Regions from separate parts of the Mus musculus genome. Here region 1 is linked to region 2. Evidence: chromatin contacts called from public HiCAR-type data. All regions are on one chromosome and are shown on one strand. Each heading gives the region's core, a stretch centred on a gene start, on an enhancer-like site or on the middle of the called end of the contact. The rest is flanking DNA. Distances are from core to core; before and after follow the strand shown.

Region 1 (6,058 bases), core at 657-3,156, 2.8 Mb after region 2:
GCCACACCCAGCTATAATTTGTATGATTTCAATTTAATTTTGATTTAATTTGATTTGGGATTAGACTGACAGTGAGATGAGAGTTAACCAAGTGCCTTCAGTTTTATTTGAGGATCTCTAAAAACTAATTACAGGTTGATCTAGATTTTGTTTCAGATTTGAGTTTCTCAAGAGCATGTGTTTCAAAGCAATGAGTTAGGGCTGGAGAGATGGATCAGCAGTTAAGAGCACTGGCTGCTCTCCCAGAGGTCCTGAGCTCAATTCCCAGCAACCACATGGTGGTTCACAACCATCTGTAATGGGCTCTGATGCCCTTTTCTGCTGTGTCTGAAGAGAGTGACAGTGTACACACATACATAAAATAAACAAATAATTTTAAAAGGGTGTGCTCAAAGCAATGAGTTTTAGAAATTCTTTCTCTAAAATTAGTTTTATTGAGTTGTGTCTTTATGAAGAACATGATCCATGAGGGACAGAGGATCTGAATTTTTCTAGTTCTTGCTCAATTCCATTCATTGTGACCACAGATTCATCCCTGGATTTCAGCTTCTTATTCTGCACTCTGCAGTGATCAAACTTTTGCTATTCTATGAATATAAATTAGCAGCAGGGCTCTAATACAAAACTATCCTCACATAGAACTTTGATCTGACTGAAGAAAAAGGCAGTAATGCACAGCTTTTATTGTCCAAGACCTGGAGCTTAACTTTCAGGTCATTTATAATTCTTAAGCACTGTACCCTTCTTCCTGGTTGTACAAAAAGGGCAGGAAGTGAAAGGAGGAACAATCTTAATGCCCAAATTGAGTCAGAGGCTCTTTTAGAATCTACATTAAATGTGATAGGTATGGTCAAGTAAAAAGATAAACAAATTTGAAAGTGCTAGTCTGCATTTGATGTCTTATCATGATGTTTTAATACTGTATCTCAGAGAAATCAACTTATTATGAAAGCAATACATGGGCATTGTACTCAAAGTCCACCCAAATACAACAAATGTTAATGATTGTGTATATTTTTATGTTTTCACGCGAACTTTGTACCATTTGCTTTGAACAGATCAGGTTGTTTATATGATAGGGTTTATATCCTCTATTAGACTTTGCACTGCTTGAGTTCCTAAAGCTCCTTTGTGGTGAGTCAACATGCCTCTCTTACCCTCTATAGTTGGACTACTGTCTTTTGGAAGAGATTGGAAAAAGGTTATATGTGCTTCTGTCATTGGATGCATAAGCTGAGAGATTCAAAGGTACATGCCTTTTTGTAATATCCTTTTGCTCCCAGATTCACTGTTCTAGTAAGGAGACAATACTAGGTTTTTATCCTAAATACTTGTCCAATTTTGGAGAGATAAGTGGAAGCTTTTAGACATCCCTCAAAGGATTGGAGAGATGGCTCAGTGTTTAAGATCATTTGCTCCTCTTGCAGAGGATCCAGGTTCGCTCCCTAGCACTTGCTTGATGGCTTACAACTATTAGTAACCAGGAGATTTGAGCCCTCTCCTGACCTCTACAGACACCAGACATGAACAGTTCGACCAGAAGCTTGTGGGTTCCCTAGAAAGGTACTGAAAGGGAGGAGTGAAGGACACAAATTTGTTTTACAAAATCAGCAAGATTTTTTTCCCTAGCAATTTTTGTCATAAAACAAGTCCACTACTCTGTATGGCATCCCCTCCAGAGCTTAAATTTTGGAAACTTTCGAAATTTGAGCACCGGGTCAGGAAAAGGTACTCAGCCCAATCAAACAGCAGCCAGCTAGCCCAGCCTAGTTCACTAGAGGGGAGAAGCTGGGGGTGGAGTAGGACCGACCTGGGGACGGGGCCCTCGGTGAGAGCACCTGAGCTGGCCAGCCCCCCGCTGACGTAGGATTGGTGAATGAATACTTTGGCCTGAGCTCATAGGAGCAGAGCAGCTTGCGAGGCATTGATTGGCTCAGAGGCTGCTGCCCGCTTATTGGTTGCCATAGGTCGTCACGGAGACCTAGGGGGTTGGGCGGAGAAGGGTGTTGGGCCTGGCGGGAGTGCTGAGGGTTCCTGGCGGCGGGGCTGCTCCCCTGGGCGGTGTCCGGGGAGCTGTTGGCCGAGTCACCCTGGCTTCCCGCCACCCTCTGAAAGGTGTCTGAGCGAGTGGGGTCCACTACCAAGACCCTTAGGCCGCACCATGGGCTGCTGCTTCACTAAGAGGAGGAAGAGTGAAAAGGCTGAGGGAGAGGAGGAGCAGCCCAAGCTGTACAGCTGGGACCAGCGGGAGAAGGTGATGTTTTGGGGATCCCTTGCTTTGGGCCCTCCTCGGCTGCCCTTTGCAGCAGATGAAAGCGGGCAGTTTGGCGGGTGGCCCACAACTGGCTTTCACTGGCGCGCACAGGCAGCTGAAGTCGCACGACTTTGGGGGCGGGATGTGAAGGGCCCAAAGGAGGCATAGAGTTAGTGGTCAGCCTAACTAGACTCCCAGGGCCTCTCTGTAGGCTCTGCACCCCGACTCCGGATTCTAGAAAGGACTCCAGGGAGGGAAAGAGCCAGGAAGGTGCTGAATCTCCAATCAGCTCATTTCACCAGCGTTGGCCAAAGGGGTTTGGTCCAGTGGTCGAATTACACACGCAAGACTGGTTCTCATCTTTTCTGCGGTTTGTATTCCCAAGCTGTTACTCTTTTGTCTGCTCTCCTCTGAAAATCGCTTTTGGTGCCTCTTGGTGTTACTCAGTTATTAAATGGACTGTTTCATGTCTACCTTTATTCTCGTCTTCCATTTATCAGAAAAGAATAATGAAAATTGAGGCAGTCTTGGAGTGTATTGTGTAAGGTGAAAGTACCCAACACAAACCAGGAAGTAGTTTATTATTGCAGCTTTATATGAACGAAAATGCCATATATATATATATGTACACACACACATACACACACACATATATACATATGTGTGTGTGTATATATATATATATATATATATATATATATATATATATATATATATATATATATATATATATATATATATATATATATATATCTCAAAAGGTTTGAAAAAGTCTCCTAATCTTGCACAAAACACACTTACTTAGGCATACATTTCACAATGGTTCCTCTTTCTACAAAGTTCTTCTTTTCTTCTTAGTGTAGTTGCTTTGTAAAACACTTAATAGACATCAATTATTATAGTTTCTCAAACAAAATAAGAACGCTTGTTCTTTTAAATGGGTGTCATGAACAGTTAACTATTGCTTAATGCAACAACTTTGACCAGAAGTACTAAAGTCTTGTTTTGTTATAACCAGTCATCCTGCATCCTTGTTTGGTATGACAAATCATCCTGCATCATTTCAAATCCCCAGCAGAATTTAGGCATTCATATAAATGACATTTTCAAAATGTTGGCTTTTAACAAATGGAAGCTGAATTCTCAGGCTCAGCTTTTTGCCTTTGACTCTGAAACCTTTCTTAGGCCATGTGGCCTTTTGTTCCTCTTATATAGCAGTATTTTGTCATGTAGGAAAGTGTTGTATTTTCTGTCTTATATGAAGATTGTACCCATCAAAATCATTTGGTAGGAGGATTTTGAAGTATTCATTTTCAACAGCCTTGGGATTTCTAATAATGCTGTTTAAATTTTTTCTCCCCAGCGCTGGGTATTGAGCCATGCTAGGCAAGCATTCTACCACTGAGTGGCATCCCTAGCTAAACAATGCTCTTTAAACTTGAACTTCCTGCTGCAGAGAGAGTTTTTGTTTGTCTTATTTTGTTTAGAAGTGTCAGGCTAAAAGTAAAAGTGTGCTTTTCTTTTCAGTAGTCTTGGTTGGCTGTGGTTCACTGTTCCATAATAATTGTCTTTCTGCTAACTTCTACTTACAAAGTTCTGATTAATTGGGGTCTTCTGGTCTTGCTATTATGTTATTTTTGCAACAGGATCTTTTTTGTTATATTTTGAGACAAGGTCTCATGTAACTCTGCATAGCCCTGAGTATCTATCTGATTCCCCTGCCTCCATCTCTTGATTGCTTGAATTGTAAGCATGCATCACCAACTTATGCTAGAGACAATGTTTTGATATGTACTTCTGGCTAGCCTGTTAAACGGTATGTAGCTTAGGCTGGCCTTGGATTTCAGGCAATCTACCTGCCTGAGCATACTGAGTACTGAGATTATGGGCTGGGCTACCACACCCTGATAGTTGGGATCTTTCATATGAATGTGTTTTGTGATCTCTTTTTCTTGTGCTCTTTATCTAAGTTAAAGTACTGAAAAATAGCTTAGTGGATACTAATATCTAAGTGTCGCCTCTCCCACCATGTGTGCTGCATTAAACTTTCTGGTGTAAATAGGAACATTAAATTTTTTTCATTTATAGTTTTAAAATGTTTTTATTCAATAAAGAGGTCAGCCTTGAAACCAGATTCATACAAACAGCAAAAACAGACTCAGTAGGTTGTATTTATGCATACTTAAACATACATAGATATGTATGTGTAATAATAATAAAGGAACCCTTTTTGAGAGCATTGCTAGGTACTATAGTTGTAGAGATGTAAGAGCTGTTATTGGAAATGTACAATAAGCCTATATATATATAAAATAGCTAGATATATAATTATATTCTATATAATACATAGTATACATAAGATGCCATAATATATTATTATTATATATATTATATAGATATAATAAAAGTTAAAACCTTTTTTGTGGTGCTGGGAATAGAACACAGAATGTTAGGCAGGCATTCTACCACTGATCTATACCCCTAGCCCTCCAATGGTACTTTTACTGACCCTGGTCTTGCTATCTCTTGAAACTTTTGTGTGTGTGTGTGTGTTTTTCATTACAAGGAATTGAGTGTAAATACACAGCTTACCGAAATAACTGAGATACATTGTATCTGTAGCAACAGAAATGGTTTGTCTCAGGTTTTCATAATATCATGGAGTCTAGGTCTGTGCTGTTTAAAGTTAGAGCAAGCAATTAGTCAACCTGTAAGAGATTTTGTTTTTTGTTTTTTTTTAATGAGTTGACTGTAATCTCCTTACCATTGGAAAAGTGGTGTTTAAAGTTTCCTTAGGTTGTATAATCAGAGTTGATGGGTACCCCATGGGTTTTGGGTTTTGTGTTGGGTAATTGGGTCAGCCTTAAGGGACTGAAGCAAGGAGAAATTGTCTCAATTAGAAAGAATGTTTGAGGACTAAGTGGTGTCATGGCAACTTACATATTACAGTCAACAGTGGAAGGAATTCATTTTCCATTGCTGCTGACTTTGAAAAAGAAAAAAAAAAAACTACCCTGAAATGAGAAATAGTTTGGATTCTAAGATCTCTGTTTAAATCATTTAGAAAGAAATGCCTTTTCTTATTATTTATATGCTGTATTTTAATAGTTAAGCAAATTATTCAATGTATATGTATTCAAACACCAAGGAAGAGCCAAACTTATTATTCTTGCCCTCCGAGATCTTCCTTGCCCTTTGGAGTGAAAACGGGAAATACTGAGGCAAAATGGGGTGAAGATGAGTGGCACACAAAGGGAGTTTTCAGTTCCACTTATTCATGCTAATATTCCTCAATAACGGAAAGAAGAATAGTTTCTCTGGCTGGGCAAAGTGGTGCAAGCCTATAGTGCTAGCAACTTTGGAGGCTTGGTGCTTCTGAGTACAGGGCCAGCCTCCTGAGTTTCAGGCTGCCCTGTGTGAGTATGGTCATTGTGAGACTGAGATCTTGACTCCTTAAAAAGAAAAAAAAAGAATTAGTTTCCCAAATGATGGCTTAGGTATGAAAATTGTGATTTGAGTATGAAGAACACACTTGTATCTGCTACATTTGTCTCATGATTATTCGAAATAGTGCTTATTAAAGCCAAAGTCTCAGATCAGAAATTCAACTGTCTGTTGTTCAACTTTGGGTAAACCAGCCAATTTGTGCATATCAAGCTTCTTAGTTATAAAGTTGGCTAGTCCTAAAGAGTTCTGCACAATTTAGCGAGGCAAAGACTTGCCCTGAAGAAGAGACATTAGATAGTAATTGTCATCTCCAGAGACACTTCAAGCACAACTTATAGGAGAATTTAATTCCAAGAA
Region 2 (5,372 bases), core at 507-3,006:
TACAACTTAATCACTGTCACTTCAAAAAAAAAAGAGTCATCAACATATTTCAAAATACTGAACTGTTTCTGCCCCTTTTTATCTGGTTAATATTTTATTCCAAAAATAATAGAATTAAAATACATGGTAACAACAATGTAAATATGTGCTTACATGAGCTGTTGCTTGATTAATGGTTATTAGCCACTCCTTATTGTACTCCAAATTATTGCATAATAAGTAATCATTGCATTAATTCTAAAGCAAAGGCAATCTTCTCAGATCTTCTTCAAAGCACTATCATAATCAGAACCAGTACACAAAAAATGTAGAATCTGATGCATCATTGTGAATAATTTTTACAGACCATTAATGCTTCTATGTACAGAGCTGAGAATCTTAGAGGCTAGTTCTGCAATGGGAGTTCTCATGTTTTTTCCAGTTATTGGCACTGAATAGCAAGTAACAACTTACTTATAATTAACTTGCTTAAGTTGAAAATTTGTTAATGAATTAAAGGAAGTGTAAAGGGTGGAAGTGGAACTATGGTGGGCCTTTGACAGAGGGAAATCATCAAAATCCAACCAGGACTATCTGAAGGCTGATACAACCAATAAGATCCGGGAAAAGCCCCAAAGTTGTGTTCTTCTGGAATTTAAAAGTGGGGAGCCACTGAAGATTTATGGAGGCTGTGCCATTTACAAAAGGACAAGAGCCAGGTTCCCACTAAAATTTAATGAAAAGAATGTTCTCACCAGCCAGTCACGCCACCCATTACAATCTGAGTAGCTACTGAGTATTTTTCTACCATAGGTCCGGAACTGTGGCCAAATACTCGATTCCACCAGTGGTGTCTTCTTGCATATTCAGTTAAATCCAACACTTCGTATGATTCGTCATCGCTTTCATAGTCTTTAAAAATACAAAATGGAAAAAAAAAACATTCATTCTACAGTCTGAAACGTCTCACAAGCTGTTTTCATAAAACCTGTGGGCCAACACACTGTCATGTCTGGTCTACAACTAAAAAGGCCCAGATGTAAACGAAGGAGCGTGATTAACTCGATCTGGGAGACTAGGGCCTCAAGCATAAAGGGCCTAGCAACAGCATCGGCATTTCCTTTCCCAAGGCTTAGGGACACGCAGCCAGAGGCCAGTTGAATTACAAAGCAGTGGGCGGTCACCCGCACAATGAGAATAAGGTCAGGGCAGGGTACATTTCCATCTGTGGGAAAAGGGGGCGAGGGGATGATCCTTCCATGAAAGGAAAAGTCAGGAACCTAGCAAGAGGAAATCAGAGCAGGACTAAAACGCAACCAACCATGGAAATCAACCCGCCAACCCTCCTAATTTTGCAAGATGGAGAAGGGCTCGAGGTGGGGGCAGGGCAGGGCAGGGTCTAGCCTTGGTTAGGTGTAGGTGAGCATGCTAAATTCCGCAGAGAGGGAAAGGAGACCTCTGGTTCAAAGGGGCTCTCGCAAAGGGGCTGTACAGCGACAGAGCCCCAGAAACACTGGAGGAGGGAAAGGGAGAAACACCATAGCAATAAAAGGTCGAGTGCTGTGGGCAGCGTCCCAGAGACTACTTCGGGCCCTGGCTGCTCACCTTGGGGAGGGGGGTTCCGGGATGCCATGATACCGCCAGCGGCCAGTTGGGGGTGGTCCCTGCCCGCCTCTCCCCACCACTTTAAAGGACGCTCTAGGCCGAGTTGGAAGTCTATGGTCTCTCTTTTTTCCTCAGCCTCCTCCTCGCCCCGCCCACACAGTCGCGTCACCGCCACTCTTCCCTGTACACGACCTCCAACAATTTGTGCGCAGCCGCAAGGCTTGGGACTTGTGATGGAATAGCTGAGTCCCCGCCCTCCTATTGCTTATGGGAAATGTAGTCCGTGCTCTTTTCCACTGTAGCCTGGGCATTACCCCAACCTGCTCTAAGTTTCTAAGAGTTTTTTGTTGTTTTGTCTTATTTTTGTTTTTGCTTTTTGGTTTTTTTGTTTGTTTGTTTTTTACGCTAAAGGAATGGAGGGAGGAGCGGCTAAGGGTAATAGAACAAGATAATCAGTTTAGTGTTGGCAGACTGTTCTTAACAAGTCTTTAGTCAGGATGCTTCAACGAAGCTGTCTTTCTGATTAGGTGTTCTTTTTTCAGGCCCTATCTTTGGCCTTTAGTTCTTTCAAGAATTCTGTTGGCTTTAACAGAAATTTCAGGCCCACTTCTTGCTTGATGTCTAATAACCCAGTCATTCTCCAGTAAGAACCCAATTAAACTAGCTCAGCAATAAACTCCCTTGATGTCTCCTCTTGGTAGGACTCTACACTTCGACCCCCTCAGATTATGCACTATAAATCTCCAGCTTTTTGTTGTTGTTGTTGTATCCCAAATTAAAATAGACCCACTATCTATTTTAACAAGTGTCAGGGCAAATATTTTAAAGGTTTTTTTTTTTAATGAAAAAAAATTTTAATTAGATATTTTCTTTATTTACATTTAAAATGTTATCCCCTTTCCTGGTTTCCCCTCTGAAAACCCTCCTCCCCCTATCACTTCCCCACTCCTCCAGCTCACCAACCCACCCACTCCTGCTGCCTGGCTCTGGCATTCCCCTATGCTGGGGCATAGAGCCTTCACAGGACCAATGGCCTCTCCTCCCATTGATGACTGACAAAGCCACCCTCTACTACATATGCAGCTGGAGCCATGGTCCCTCCATGTGTTTTCTTTGGTTGGTGGTTTAGTCCCTGGGTATCCTGGGAATAGCGGTTGGTTCATATTGTTGTTCCTCCTATGGGGCTGCAAATGCCTTCAGCTCCTTGGGTCCTTTCTCTTGTTCCTCCATTGGGGACCCTGTGCTCAGTCCAATGAATGGCTGTGAGCATTCACTTCTGTATTTGCCAGGCACTGGCAGAGCCTCTCAGGAGACAGCTATAACAGGCTCCTGTCAGCAAGCACTTGTTGGCATCCAGAAAAGTGTCTGGGTTTGGCGACTGTATATGGGATGGATCCCCAGGTCACATTTTTCTCAAACTGCTGAGGGCTCTAGTTTTTTTAGTGCCCTGTTAGTCGAGCAGACTTTTGCTTGTATTTTTGGTTGGTTGGTTATTTTTAGACAACATCTCACATAACCTAAGATTCTCTGGAACTCCCTATGTAGAGCACGCTGGCCTCAAACTTACACAGACCTACTTCCCTCTGCCTCTCCAGTATTAGGATTGTTTGTTTGTAAACATGGTCACACTATGTAGCCCAGGCTGGCCTCTGATGCTGGATTCCTCTGTCTCACTCTGCCCAGTGCTGTGATTACCGACATTCACCACAAAGCTGTGATTTTAAGAATTGTTATTATTTGAATGTGAAATAGGGATAAAGTCTGTTTTTTTACCACAAATTTCCATGGATTCTGTAGAATATAAAAACATGTTGGATACCAAAGAACTAACCCAAGTTCACATAAATCAGCACCAAACTTATTTTAAATATGCATTCTAGCCCTTCCGGTCTGCGGCAGCTCCATCACCTTGGGCTCGAACTCCGAAGACAGTCCCACAGTCCCCAAAGGACTCTCCACACGATCTTAGGATCACTGGTGAGTGGAAGACAACATCAGTTCCAAACCAATCTTGATGGGCCTGTGCCAGCAGCAGGGGCGCAGGAAACCCACTTGACCAGGGGCTCAAGTCCCTTCTGGTCAGTGCCAGCTCCAAGCCACCTTGGGCACGAACTCAACAGATCGTCCCACAGTCCACAGAGAACTCTCCACGCTACAGGCACCCTAGCACACCCAGGATCTTAGGATCACTGGTGAGTGGACACAACATCTGTTCCAAACCAATTGTGACAGGCCTGTGGCAGCAGGAGCAAGGACATGTGAGCCCTGCCTGACGAGCTGCTCAGGTTCCTTTTAATCAGTGCTGATATACCTTGGTTTCGAACACACCAGACAGCCCCATGGTCCCCAGAGGAGACACTACTTCCAGACGCTGTAACATGCCCAGGATCTTAGGATTCCAGGATACTAGGATACCAGGATACCAGGATAGCAGCAGCTTGCTCACTTCAGAACCTCGGGGTCTCAGAGGAAGCTTGACTGCCAAGAACTCTGACACAGCCAGAATCTCAGGTTAACAGGAGCCCGGAATCATAGAATCACAGAGAAACCTGGACACTGGGGAGTACTGAATCAATCCGGATTATAGAAAGGACAGGCTCCAATCAGATATATTGAGGGCAGCAAGCACTTGAGATAATCAGATGGCAGGAGGCAATCATACGAACAGAAGCAACAGAAACCAAGGTTACTTGGCAACATCAGAACCAAACTCTCCCACAATAGCAAGTCCTGGATACACCATCACATCAGAAAAGCAAGATATGGATCTAAAGTCACTTCTCATGATGATGATGGAGGACTTTAAGAAGGAAATAAATAACTCCCTTAAAGAAATACAGGAAAACACAGGTAAACAGCTAGAAGCACTTAAGTAGGAAACACAAAAATCCCTTAAAGAGTTACAGGAAAACACTACCAAACAGGTAAAAGAATTGAAAAACAAAAACATCCAGGATCTAAAAATAGAAGTAGAAGCAATAAAGAAATCACAAAGGGAGACAACTCTGGAGATAGAAATCCTAGGAGAGAAATCAGAAACCATAGATCCGAGCATCAGCAACAGAATACAAGAGATGGAAGAGAGAATCTCAGGTGCAGAAGATTCCATAGAAAACATGGACACAACAATCAAAGAAAATGCAAAATGCAAAAAGATCCTACCTAGCTCAAAACATCCAGGAAATCCAGAACACAATGAGAAGACCAAACCTAAGGATAATAGGTATAGATGAGAATGAAGACTTTCAACTTAAAGTGCCAGTAAATATATTCAACAAAATTATAGAAGAAAACTTCCCTAACCTAAAGAAAGAGATGCCCATGAACATAGAAGAAGCCTGCAGAACTCCAAATAGACTGGACCAGAAAAGAAATCACTACCAACATGTAATAATCAGAACAACAAATGCACTAAATAAGGATACAATATTAAAAGCAGTAAGGTAAAAAGGCCAAGTAACATATGGAGGCAGACCTATCAGAATTACACCAGACTTCTCACCAGAGACTATGAAAGTCAGAAGATCCTGGACAGATGTTATACAGACCCTAAGAGAACACAAATGCCAGCTCAGGGTACTATACCCAGCAAAAATCTCAATTACCATAGATGGAGAAACAAAGGTATTCCATGACAAAACCAAATTCACACAATATCTTTCCATAAATCCAGCCCTTCAAAGGATAATAAAGGGAAAACACCAACACAAAGATGGAAACTAGATCCTAGAAGAGGCAAGAAAGTAATCCTTCAACAAACCTAAAAGAATATAGCCACAGAACAGAAT

What was found. HiCAR-type assays count read pairs that join an accessible place to other places.
Region 1: a contact with region 2 is called in a HiCAR-type map of astrocytes, with 6 times the contacts expected there. The contact joins the promoter of Rp2 here to the promoter of Fundc1 in region 2.

The regions. Positions count from the first base shown.
Region 1 is chrX:20,362,575-20,368,632 of GRCm38.p6, forward strand. It overlaps Rp2 (retinitis pigmentosa 2 homolog), which reads left to right and starts at 1,907. Exons shown (of 5, transcript NM_133669.5): 1 at 1,907-2,254. The coding sequence starts at 2,162.
Region 2 is chrX:17,570,569-17,575,940 of GRCm38.p6, forward strand. Fundc1 (FUN14 domain containing 1) reads right to left here and starts at 1,757. Exons shown (of 5, transcript NM_028058.4): 1 at 1,585-1,757; 2 at 735-891. The coding sequence starts at 1,612.